2 separate regions of the Mus musculus genome follow, and region 2 is linked to region 1. A link is a contact called in public Hi-C data. All regions are on one chromosome and are shown on one strand. Each heading gives the region's core, a stretch centred on a gene start, on an enhancer-like site or on the middle of the called end of the contact. The rest is flanking DNA. Distances are from core to core; before and after follow the strand shown. Region 1 overlaps Pak7 (p21 (RAC1) activated kinase 7). Region 2 has its middle 22 kb from the start of Gm46767.

What was found. A called contact is a pair of places that touch in the nucleus more often than the background predicts.
Region 2: a Hi-C map of stem cell-derived neural stem cells shows a contact between it and region 1, with 4 times the contacts expected there. The contact joins two enhancer-like sites. A contact is called at or near these places in 4 of 484 Hi-C or Micro-C datasets (the 3T3-L1 cell line, cerebellar granule neurons, nephron progenitors and 1 more) and 1 of 115 datasets of contacts at active chromatin or transcription factors (embryonic basal ganglia).

The regions. Positions count from the first base shown.
Region 1 is chr2:136,146,597-136,153,149 of GRCm38.p6, forward strand. All of the region lies in intron 3 of Pak7 (p21 (RAC1) activated kinase 7), which reads right to left. All of the region lies in intron 3 of Gm14218 (a long non-coding RNA gene), which reads left to right. Among named protein-coding and RNA genes, the nearest start is that of Gm14218, 13 kb to the left of the region's middle. Within about 2 kb of position 3,100, at least 10 of the 459 cell types and tissues checked have an H3K27ac peak or open chromatin away from gene starts, as enhancers often do. A contact at or near this core is called in stem cell-derived neural stem cells, where this site is marked.
Region 2 is chr2:136,851,644-136,858,349 of GRCm38.p6, forward strand. No RefSeq gene overlaps it. Among named protein-coding and RNA genes, the nearest start is that of Gm46767, 22 kb to the left of the region's middle. Within about 2 kb of position 3,083, at least 29 of the 459 cell types and tissues checked have an H3K27ac peak or open chromatin away from gene starts, as enhancers often do. A contact at or near this core is called in stem cell-derived neural stem cells, where this site is marked.

The sequences.
Region 1 (6,553 bases), core at 1,850-4,349:
TTGAAAACAAATTTAGCAATCTAAAACATAACAATACACCACAAAGCGGTAAGATTTATCCTGGCTATGCAATAACAATCCCACATCACACTGCTGTTCATACAACAGGCTACAGAGGAAAGTCTCATGATCACATCAACAGTAAAGAAATTGAAGAGAACTTCCCGGACTAGATGAAGAGCGGTTGTAAGAATCGATCACTGATTCTGCATTTGGTTCCAGAAGCTTCTCTGATGTGGCAAAATAGAAGGAAACAGTGATCTGTCTCACCATTCCTTTCAAGATTGTACTAGAAGTTACAGTTGATAAGACTTTATAGAACAAGGCTGAGGAAGGCTACAGATCGGAAGAAAGAATGAATGATGTTCTTTTTTTTTTTTAAAATAAGAGGGCATGATCAGTTATGTACAAAATTAGAAAGTATTAACCAAATTCTGCAATGACAAGTAGTTAAAAAGAGTCAGAGTTTACAATTCTAAACTATATAATAATAAACTTTTTGCAGCGTGGGGATAGGTATGTATGTTATGTGTGATTATATAAGTTTATTTATACATCAAAAGCCCAGAACGGGGGTAATGAGAGAAGAGGAAGAGACCTCAAAGGAAGTGGGAAATGAGGGAGGGATGGTATACATGCAATAGGAAAACAGGGAGGACTGATGAGGGAAGAAGAGGAGCCTGGTAGAACAGAAGAAACAACGGGGGGGGGGGGGGGAGGACAGAAAGGGAAGAGGGTGAACCAGAAGAAAGCATAAGGGCCTATGTAAGAAGATGTCATGATCAGACCTAGTACTCTGTATGGCAACCAAAAATTAATAGAAAGGAAATATTAAACAGACTAAAGTGAATAAAGAAATCGCATTATTTCTTATATAAAACATCAGTTGGTTCCTGTGTATCATTGATGGATAAGTGAAGCTCAGAATTAAAAAAAAAATACCATTCTGATTAGCATCTTCATTGCAATTTACAGGTATAAATCTAACAAACACAGACAAGATCTGTGTGCTCCAAAGTACAAAATGTTAACGAAAATATAAAAAGGAATTGAGTAAACAAATAAATATTCCATGATCATGGATCAGATGACATAATGTTCTTACTTCAACTTGATCTACAGATGTAGCTTAATTCAGATCAAAATTCCAGCAAAAAATCCATGTACTTAGGTGAATATATAGTAGATTATAAACAACAGTTCTCAACCTGTGGGTTGTGACCCCTTTGGGGGTCGCATATCAGACGTTCTGCATATCAGATATTTATGTTACAATTCATAACAGTGTCAAAATTAGTTTTGAAGTTGCAATGAAATAACTTTATGGTTGGGGTCACCCCAACATGAGGGACTGTGTTAAAGGGCTGCAGCATCAGGAAGGTAGAGAATCATTATCATATGTGATAGAGAGAGAGCAAACCTATAACAATTTGTAAAAGGTAAAGCTATGCAGAGAGTAAAAAGACTCATGATTTCCAGGATTAACAGGAGGAAGGCATGGGTAGCTGGAGCACAGGGATGCTCAGGGCAGTAACACTGCCCCATGCCACCCAACCGTAGATTTAAGTCTCTGTTGGCAGTCATGTGCAATGTGCATGCCAAGAGCATTCCCTCAGTGTCACCTGTGGACGGTGGCTGGTGTTCTTGCATCAGTGAGAGTCCCTCAGTCACAAGACTGCATCAGTCTGGTGAGGCTTTTGGCATTGAGAGGCTGTGCATGTTTGGGGCTGGGGGTGGTAGTATCTGTGGATCCTCTGTACCTTCTAAATTTTCTCTGATCCAGAAATTGGTCTACAAAAACGAAACAAAACAAAACAAAACAAAACAAACAAAAAACCGAAACGCAAATAAACCAATCCACCACCAGCAAACTATATTAAGGCATTTTTTTCTCTCTACCAAGAAAGATGACTGCATTAGGCCACTGTATCACATTTTGTGGAGTTGCCCCCTTGCTGGAGGAGTAAGCAGGAGACTAAGAACGGATGCTCTAGTCACCACCACTGCAAAGCCACAGGTGTTTTTGTTCCGTATTGTGGAGGCCAGGAATTTGGCAAGAACATCTTCTGGGAAGTTGCCTGTGAAATTAGCGGTTGGTTGAGTCTGTGGTCACAATAAGTGACTGTATATTCCAGATGTTCACTATCATGGTGGCAGGCACTAGATAGAGGCTGTTAACTGGGGGTTCTGTCAGAATATCTGTCACAGCATCTACATGTGATTTTTTCCAAAACAGACTTTCTTACAGGAAATTTAATTTATGTGTGATTCAGGAACAAAAGGGCTGAGAGGCACAACAGAGTGTGGAAAAGGTTAAATTATAACTCAGAAGGGAAAGCTGTCTAATTACTCAGAGTTGAGAGGATAACATTTGTTTATCTCAGTATGGGATCAGTTTTGCTAATTAAAATGCAAATTCCTCTTAATTTGTAAGTGGAAGCATTGACAAATTAAAGCCACAATGTATCCATACCCCAAATGACAGCATACAGGTGCTAACAATGTCACCCCGCTTCCCAAAGCAGCTAGGTGCAAAGCTGTGATGCTGTTCTCGGCCACTAGGTGGCACCTTTGCATAGGTTTGAGAAATCTAGCCTGCAACGAACAGAGTTGAGCACCTTTTCTTTCCCAAGCACTAGATGGCATCTCAGTTTCCTTTGATGCCTTTGAGCACAGAGATTTTCATAGACACAGAGCTGAGGATGAGACCCGGGAAAACTGTGTTAAGCGATTATTCCTGCTTATAACTTTATTATTCCCTGCGAGCTTTTCAATGTGCATCAGAAACAGGAACACTTGCCCTTAACTGAAAGCCAAGAAAATTATTCAGTTTTAGAGACAATACAGGAATCCAAGCATTCAAAATGTCAGCATGACCATGATTATTATTAATACTAAACTATGGAAAACAAAAAAAGGAAAAATAAATAAATAAATAAAAGTTGTATTATCAAGCATTAAAGGGATGTTTAAATGTTAAATCTATATCCTTAAGTTGTAGAAATGCAATAGGAGAAAAGATTGAATATACAAGAAGAGATTATCTAAACTGAATTTACAAACAGATGAGTAGGCTTGTAATGGGACACTTACACCAGAAGAGGGCGGCATAGTTTAAGGAATTCACAACATTTAGGAACTCGATAGGTCAGAGGACACCTCTCTAATGTTATTGTGCTAAAATTGTTAATCAAATTGAAATGCATGACTCTACTTTATGTGGCTTGTGCCTTTCTCTGCTAAGAACCTCTACCCAGTGTTATTGCTGAGGTGAACGTATAGCAAGGTACCCTGGCTCCGGACTTTAGTTCAGACATTATTTATGGAGTGCCTGTTGCCTGACAGCAAGGTCCGTAAGTAGAATAACCAGCTGGTTAAAGGGAAACTTAGAGAGTGAACATAGCAGTGTTTCAGGGCGGGGGTTCCAAGAGGAGATTCAGAAGATGGAAGGTGTGTCCTCTCATAGTCTGTTCCTGGGTGTTGCTCTAGTATTTAATGGACTAGAGCAAATAGAAGCAAAGAGCTTTAGAGTAAAAACAAACAAACAGACAAACAAACCGCACAAAAGCATGGTGATGTTCAAGCCTAGGAATGTTAAGTACCATCTAGGATTTGGGAAAGAAAAACCGAAAAGGGATCCGATCACTCTCTTTTGTTTTCAGTTGGAGGAGACAGCTGATAGTTGCTAAGCCCCGGCCTTGTTCTAGCCAGCTTCCTTACGAGTGGCTCATCCTCTCTGACACCAAATCTTGAAAACTTTGTCGACTCCTCTCTCTTCTTGACTTCTTCTCCCTCCCTGTTTGCTGTGTTGATTCTGATGTGAGCAGCTGGGCCAGTACTTGGTTGTTCCTGATGGCTGGTGCTCTCTGCATTCTTGGGTAGATACTAGAAAGCACACACTGTATCCAACTCTGCTCTGGTGAGCATGACGCCGAATCTCTGTGATTTCTCTACTTGGCTCTTGTTGTTTGAACTCACAGGGGATTTCTAGATGGTGCTGAAGTTTGCTCCCAAGGGGAAGTCTTTCAGCATTAGAAGACAGCTGTCCTACATAACTTTCTACTCCTGAGTCTTTGACAGATCACCACTGTTCTCAGCCATTCATGAAACTGCCTAAGTTCTGGATTATTTATCCTTGTGGTCACCTTCCCTCTGAAGCACCCATTAGACAGTGTCCCAAGATAAAAGTGATGCCTTCAGAGTTTGAATAACGTGGCAGGAGGTGGGTAGAGAGGATGAGGATGGAGCAGGCTATTTCCATCCTTGCTACTTCCCTTTCTCCTCTCCGTACTCTGTATGTGTAATTGTGATCACTCCCTTGAGCCCTTCCCCTCTGGGATGAATGGTTCAGTAAGGAAGAGCTCACATCTGACTCATTCACTGCTGTGTCCCTAGCACGTAGCGCTGATCTCAGGACACAGCAGCCGTGTGTCGAAACAACGTGACCTGAAATACAAAAATGGAAATTTGAATTCAAGCCTCTCCAGAAAGGCTGTTGAAGGCAGAAAGGATTCTGGGATCATTATAAGTCAAGCATGGTGCACTTCTTCATGTTCAGTCAGAACTACCTCTCTTGATCAAGATCAAATGGCCTCCTAGGCCCTGGAGAGTTAGACATTGGTAAGGTCTGGCTTGAGAGACATCTGAGCACAGATAAGTCTGGGAACCTGTCTGTGCTCCATTTGTGCAAAGATCCGCATAGATAAGCTTCTTTGAGAGCAACATGAAGACCTGTGAAACGGATTCAGGCATCATTGTTTTTCTGTCTGTACAGAGCTAAGACAAGACTGAAAAGTGTCTTTGTCCTTGATGCTCAGGGATAGTAGCAGGAACGGAGCTTCCTTTGTGTCTCAAGGGGCAACAAGCTGTCTGTCTTTGTTAGCCCACTACTTCCTAGGCATGGATTCCAGTCTGTCACCCTCTCACAGTGGGACAACCACATCTCAGATGGAGAAAAGAGATAGACTTAAGCATTAGTAGCAGTGTGAGAATCGCTAGGCGATTCCCACTGTGCAAATAGAGCATGTTTACACAGCTTTAGCTTGCACTGCTAACCCCATATCCATTTGTGTGTTATGAGCAGATGATAAAAAGTTCATTGCTGATGGAAATGTATCTGTGCTGTATATGTTTTATCCCAACTAAATGAAACTAGCAAGAGAGAGAATAAACAAAGGCCTAGGGACAAATTAAACCTGTACTCTCCAAAGATTGGAACATGAGAGTCACACAACAGCTTTGTACAAAAAGCAGCCAGAGCCTCTCTGATGATTGGTCAGTGTGAAGAGAGCTGGGACCTGGGCACTTTGGGGGATAGTTTAGGAGGAAGGATGAAGAGTAGGCTGGGATGAGACTTAGAACCTGAGAACTAAAAAAGATAGTTCAGAATCTGCAAAAGCAAAGCAAAACAAAACAAAACAAAACAAAACAAAACAAAACAAAAACCCACAAAGGATGGGAGTGCCTGCATAGACAAGACAGAGGTGCAGAGAAGGGAAGAACTGGTGAGTGGGTGGGAACATGATTTCAGAAATAATTGATATTAAATTCTCTGTGCTGAGAACTTGAGTGTGTACCTTAAAAACTTTATTGAATTCAGGACAGGAATGATCTTGAAACACCAGAAATAAAAACAAAACAGCCAAACAAGCTTAAAAGAACCACATAGCCTGGAAAAATTCCTTATTTTCCATATGTCCCATATTTCTTCCATACGTTCAGGAAATAAGGATGTCAGTGGGCTATTATCTAAACAACACAATGGCACACCTACACAATGGCACACCTACACAATGGAACACCTACACAATGGCACACCTACACAATGGCACACCTACACAATGGCACACCTATACAATGGAACACCTACACAATGGCACACCTACACAATGGCACACCTACACAATGGAACACCTACACGATGAGACTAGACTGGAAGAAACTGTCTTTGTCTCCACTCTGCTCTGTTCTACACCCCTCTCTAAGAATAGGAACTCTTTCTTACCTACTTCCAGGAAAGGAAGAAGTCAGAAAATATTAATGGTACTGTTATCTAAAACCTTGAAGCTTTAATGACGTGGAGTCCTGCAGGGAACACTGCTGGCAGATTTCCACTCCCTTTTCCTACTGGTTGAGTCTTTGTGGGCCACAGCTCCTGGCCATTGTCTCATTGTCTTGGACAGTTTTCTGTTGATATAGTGAAATGCCAAGCATGGTATATTTGAAGTTTCTCTCCCTCTCCCTGTCCCTCTCCCTTCCCTTCCCCCTGTCTTCCCCTCTCTCTCTCTCTCTCTCTCTCTCTCTCTCTCTCTCTCTCTCTCTCTCTCCTCCCCCAGATGAAACTGTTAGTGATCTTCTTGCTAGGAGAGTCTCAATAGCATTCCCTCAAAGTGGATTCAATTCCTATACGAGCTTTGTTGGGGTCATTGAAAATATGTGGCCACCGTTTTGGTTATGGAAAGCGGACTCTAATCCTCAGACAGCCTGGGAAGGGATCCTTCTGCTAAGTGGCTTCAGGCAATGGTTGATAAACAAGTTGGAATATAAGGACAGA
Region 2 (6,706 bases), core at 1,833-4,332, 710 kb after region 1:
GCTAAGTCATCTCACTGGTCCCTGTTGTTGCTCTTTTTAAAGTCTGGTGTTTCTGCTCATAATGGGTGTTATGTGTCTTTAGACAAAAGGTTAAGATGGCAAAGAAGGCTGCATTAGTTAGGGTCTCTATTGCTGTAATAAAACACCATGACCAAAATTGACTTAGAAAGGAAAGGATTTATTTGGTCTACATGTCATGACCATAATCTATCATTTGAGGGCAGGAACTCAAGGCAGGTCAGGACCTAAGAGGCAGGAACTGAAATATTAACCATGGAGACTTGCTGTTTACTGGCTTGTTCTTCCTGACTTGCTCAGCCTGCTGTCTTACACTAGCCAGTGCCACCTGCTTAGGGGTAGCCCCTCCCAGAATGGTCTGGGCCCTCCCATACCAATCATTAGTCATTACTCAATAAAATGCACTACGGGCTTACTTAGAGGACAATCTTATGATATGGGGTCATTTAATTAATTGCGATTCCCTTTTCCCAGGTGACTCTATCCTATGTCAAGTTGACAAAAAAACTAGCCAGTTCAGAAGCAGAAATAGCATGAAGACAGATGTAAAAGCTTTTCATCTTATTCCTGTCTGCCTATTAGACATCTATAGGCAGACTCAAGAGGGAAATTTCTTCAGAAAACCCATCCTCCAGGGCCTTGAAAATGAATCTAGGCAACTGTGATCAAAGCCCACACAGCAGAGAGTGAGTTTATTATAACAAAGCAAGCAGGAATTAACAATGCACGTGTCAACTGTGCAGCCTCAAAAATTACTCATTTTTAATGTGGAGCTAGAGAGCTTATTCAGGTTTTTCTTGGTAAGACACCCTCTTCTGCTTGGCCCATTGGAACGCTCATCATATTTTATGAAACGAAATGCTTTCTAGCTCTAGAATTGAAAAGAAGTTCAGTTAAGATCCTTAAATAAAATTGTTGCAATTTTTTCCCTTTGATATAGTGCACAATGTTTAAGTGGCATTTCACCCAGCAGAGAAAAGTAATAATAATAAAAAAAAACCCAGCTGAACTTCAACTTAGACAACTGTAGAATGAGCTCACATATATAATGTTAAGGAAAGACGCATAACCAAAGAGTGAAACTAAAGACAAATAAATAGTTTACCCATGGTTTTCATTTAAGATGGTAGCCACTCTTGGGGTGGTCATACAAAAGGCTTCCAAGGTGCTGGCTAGGTTCTGTTCCTTCATCTAGGCTTACAGAATATGTAACATTTGTGATAAGTCGTGAAAATAGAAAAAAATAAAAACAGGAAACGTTTCTTTCTTTACCTTCTCTGCCAAGTGGCTACATAGTCCAGCTCCTAGGACTCCTCTTCCTCCTGCCTTAGCCTCCTGTACTAGAACTGCTGGTACAGGTCACCACTGGGCTTGGCCTTCTAAATTCTCACTACAATTCTGACAGTAAATTTTCAGATTTCACATATCAGCAAGCCTTCATTTCTTTATACACATCCACTGAATATCCAACTGTGCAACTGTGACTCTATACAGAGTCAACACAGACCCCACAGGATCAGATATAAGGTCCCCAAGACTACCTCTCACTTAAGTCCAGCTTGATACCTGCACTTCTGAACCAACTGGCTATAGTTGAGAGGTTCCCACAATCCCTTCTTCAGAATCTCTGTTGTTAAAATGGTGTTCATGGCCCAGGAAACATAGGCTTCTTAATTTATTGTGAATGATATTGCTCATGATCCATAGAAGCAGGTGGGTGAAGAGCAAGGTGCAGGTTGAGTATGGAGTTTCCATTCCCTTCTGGGCATGCCAACTCCCAGGGCATCCATGCATTTCCCAACTCAGAAACTTTGAACCGCATCATTTAGGATTTTTATGAAGTTTCTGTTATGTTGGAAAGATTAGTTAAATCATCAGGAACTCCTTGGAGGTCTCAAAGTGGAGCTGAAAGTTGTGCCTAATCACAAGGTTGGTTCCTTAGGCACCGCCCCCCTCCCCACTGAACCCCAACCATGCAGGGGCTCCCAGACATCAGTCATCCCTTGAGCAGGCAAATAGAAATGCTTCCTTATTCCAAAGATTTCAAAAGACTTAGAAACTCTTGTATTAGGAACCTGGGAATAAAACCAAATCCTATAACAAAAGATTCTCTTTTCAGCCTCCTCCTACCCCCCAGCCCTTTCCTTTTACTAGGAAATGACAAAAGCGTTAGAAGCCAATTCTTGAACATCAGGCAGTGACCGAATATGTATTTCTTACAATGTCAGTCATTTATCAGTTCTTTTGTGGTACATGTACGTCTGTGTCTGCATGATATATATAGATAAAATTTACCTAATTATCATAATGTAGATAAGTTTACATGGTAAAGAATGTTTGCCATTTCATTATTTTTTTATTTAAAATTTATTTTACCCTATTCTATGTATTGTGTGCAAGTATCTGTGTGTAGTGTGTGTGTGTGTGTGTGTGTGTGTGTGCATGCACACATATGTTAATGGACACATGACAAGACATACATATGGAGAACTGAAGACAACCAATCTGTGGGAGTTATTTTTTCCTTCCATCCCGGGGTTCTGACAATCCATGTCTGGCCATCAGGCTTGGATGACAAGCATTTGCTTTCCCCCAATAAACTAGCTCACCTGCCCCCCACTTAAAAATTGCAGGCCATGCAATTTTTAAGAGTGACTAGATTTCCGAAGGGGTTTATGTTTCTATTCAGCTAAAATATCTGAAGAAGAAGTGACTTGCTTTTGAATATTTAACCTGGCTTTGATCTATCATATCACAGCTTCTATTCAATATTTAAAGGCTAATGCCAAAAGAAAAATTCTCAGGAATAGGTGGAGAAAAAAGCTGCATGTGTTTCTTATAAAAAGGGTTACTGCCTCCTGGCTCCCACCTTCTTTTCACGAAGCTGAAGCTCTTGTGATCCTTGAGCAAAAGGCCAGCTAAATAATCAGCAGACTCAAGAGATTCCTTCCTTTCCTTTGAAAGAAAAGCAGTCAGGACACAGAAGGACCCATGTTTCGGGATGCATAATGAAAAGAGCTCAGGCCATGTCAGGGGGTTGCTAAGAGGCTAGGAGAACAATAGGTCTATCTGAGGGTTGTCCAAAGCCTCCTGAACCACCCATGGTTCATTCATCCATGCAGATGCACTACTATAATGGGAAAAATAAAAAGGAGCCAGCTGTGAGCTACTTGGGGGGTGGGAGGTGGGGAAGAATCAGCCATGAAAATAATTAGCTCACACACAAGATGCCATTTCTGTGTGCTCCCAAAGCTCTTTATTAGCTCCCAAGTTCCACCTCTCCCCAGACCTCCACCACCTAAATCAGTTTTTCTTATTGCAAAGTCTCCAGGTTGGGGCTCTGAGACTGACCCCCAGGTGGTAGGCAATCTGCATGGAAATCCAGCTTGCTTGTGGGAAGAAACCCATTAAAGGAGCCTTTCCAGCATGTTCCTGCTGCTGTTGTTCATTTGTTTCTGTTTAGCTTTGCAATCCATGCTCCTTCTCTTTTGTTAACAGGAACTCTCACTTCCCTGTTGGAATTCGCAGTCTCCCACTCAAGCTGCCCAAATAGAGACAGCGCTGAAAACAATGTTTCTCTTAACTGCAATGCCAAGGCTATCAGACTGCATACAATGGCTATTTATCTCACTTACTGAGAATTTTTGTGTGTGCGTGTCTCACTGTTTTGATTTAAATGCATTTGCTATCAATTGCGGTTTTAGGTCTCCCCTGGACTTGGAATGTGATATGCGATGCACGGGCTTCATTACCAAATGACAATCCAGAATTTTCACTTCCAAAGCACACCTGGGACCATGGGGCTGTAATCAACAATTCTTCTTCAAGGGTAGAGATGAATTTGTTCAGCTGCTGGAAGAATCTGGGTTAAATTTAAGCAGCATTCTGATGGTATAATGAGGTATGCCAGACAAGCACAGGGGGGAAAAATAGGAAAACGGGTGGTTTAGATCCTAGGGTAATGGCTGGGTCGTGTTGCCACAGGTCATCATGCCACAATTTAAACAATAAAGCCATAGGAACACTCAACACCAGCTGGGACCAAAATGGCAAAGACAAGTGACCCCTAACTGACCTTTGCTCCTTTACTATGGTATCTCTGCTTATATCATTAGACTTGGCAAATGGCCTGTTCCCCTCACTCATCTGATGCCAGGCCACTTGCAGAAATCCCATCTAAAGACAGAAACATGGGGCAAATCCTAGTCTTGAAATCTCCAAACCTTCTAATCCATCCTGACCCCACCATAACTCCGGAACAACCCTTCCCTCCATTAGAGTTGGCTCATAAAATAAGATAGCGGGATTCTCAGCTCTGTCTCTCCTGAGGAGCCAGTCCATACTCATCTGTGAGTGTGCACTTTGCCCTTTAACAAATTCCCTGCCTGTTCCTTGCTTTGCTTCATCTCTGAACTCTCTCTGGTGATGATGAGACTCTGAAAACTGAAAGCCAAGGCTTCAGTCTACCCTATGAAGCCTCCCCAACCTCCATCCACTAGTAAGAGTCACAAAAGTTAAACACAGACGTTTTGTTCTAGACTGACCTAGAGATAAGAACTAACATTCAGAGTACCAACCTAGTAATCAATTCCCAGCTGCCTAGAGATCACTTCCCTTTACAGGTCACACGATGTAGACAACGGAGAACATACAAGAGAGCAAATCATATAGGAAACCTGGGGTGTCCTTGAGATGAAAAGGGAGCTGGGATCCTAGGAGATTTGACAGCCACTGAAGCCACGCGAACCAGTAGCTTCTGGATTCTTGTCCCTTGAATTTGAAGAATAAGATCCATGGACTACAAAGAGGGAATCTTAGAAGAAAGTTTATCACATGCTAATAGAAAGGAGCTTAGTTGGGGGGATAGGGAGAAGAAGGGGATAGAAGAGACTCAGAATACAAGTGGGGTATTAGGAAACAGGATTCCATCACTTGTTAGTGCAGGGGCTTTTAAAAGACTTACAGCAGCAACTGGGGTGAGGTATAGTCAATTCAGTTGCCTCCAAAGTATCCAGGTGTCTCCTCACTGTATCACTCGACACTGGGCACAGGAGCTTTATTTAGGAGATAATGAAGAAACAGACAACAAAGCTCTCTTTCCTAGTATTGCTGCCACCAGAAAGGATTCTCTTAGAACCACTGCTTTGGGGTTCCCCACCTGACCTGGCCATTATTCAACTCCTGTCCTTATCAGAAGCAGGGTAGAACCCCAGTGGATCTGGAGGAAAAGAGATCCATCATGGCACGTTTCTGTTCAGTGCTGGGATCCAACCCAAGGCTTTCGTTCCAGTGATATACTTCCTCAGCTCTTTATGGCAAATTGGCAAATTTCTGGTATACCAACACTGGTGTGTCAGAAACCTGTGATAAGAAGCCAGTTCTCACAGCAGGAGAGAAGGCGCAACAGATACATAAGAAGACATACTGTTCTTGCACAATAGGATGTTCAGCATCCATGTTGGGCAGCTTATAGCCTGTAAGTCCAGCATCAGGGGCATCAACACTTCCTGACTCCACAGCCAACTGTGCATGAGTTTTACCTTTGATGTGCTTCTCTTAAATGACTGAAACTTTTAGAACAATTGTCCAAACGGAACCTAACTGCTTATCATTTAAAGTCCCCTGTGTACAGCAATTAAAAACAAAACAATAAGCCGGGCGTGGTGGCGCACGCCTTTAATCCCAGCACTGGGGAAGCAGAGGCAGGTGGATCTCTGAGTTCGAGGCCAGCCTGGTCTGCAAAGTGAGTTCCAGGACAGCCAGGGCTATACAGAGAAACCCTGTCTCAAAACAAACAAACAAACAAACAAAAAACAAAAACAAAACAAAACAAAAACAAAACAACAACAACAAAAAAACCTGTGTTATATCTGTTATAACAAGCAAGGTTAAGGCCAGTTTGGCTACATAGCAAGATGGGAGAGGGAATAGAATAAGGCTTTTCTAAACAAGAACTCATGTGTTAATTTACTTGAACTTTCAAGACTATGAGCTTCAAGCATAGGTAAACAGAGCATGGTGCATAGAAAAGATATGGTAATTAAATAAAATTCCAGGCTAATCACTTTCTGTGTTAATCACATATTGGTTAAAAAATGATTACTGTGTTTTCTCTTTAGAGAGCTGAGTGTTCAGAGGGCTCCTATATATGAATTCTTAAAGATACCAGATGATTCTACTATGTGGTGAGGAATAGAAATTTTCTTTTTAAAAAAATAACCTCTAAATTACAGATTTTTAAAAATATTATACTTGGCAACAAATGCATATGGAAGCTCCCTTCCTGCTGTCTAGTTTTCATAATGCCAGAAAGTACCATGCAGCCTGCCAGCGGAGAAAGGGCTCCCTCCAGATCCACTGGGGTTCTACCCTGCTTCTGATAAGGACAGGAGTTAAATACTGGCCAGGTCAGGTGGGGAACCCCAAAGCAGTGGTTCTAAGAGAATCCTTTCTGGCGGCAGCAAGTAGTCTTATCCAACTGTGAACCCTAGAAACTATACCAAACTACCAGGAAGATGTGCCCACTGATACAATAGTTGCATGACTATAATGACAGAAAGTCTGGCTTTGAAGTCTCCTCCACAGGATGTATGATGCTGTGCATGCTATCTTAATCCCAATCAAAAACTCATGGGTGGAGAGATCATTTGATGGGTGATCTTATTACTGTTATTTACCTAGACTGCCA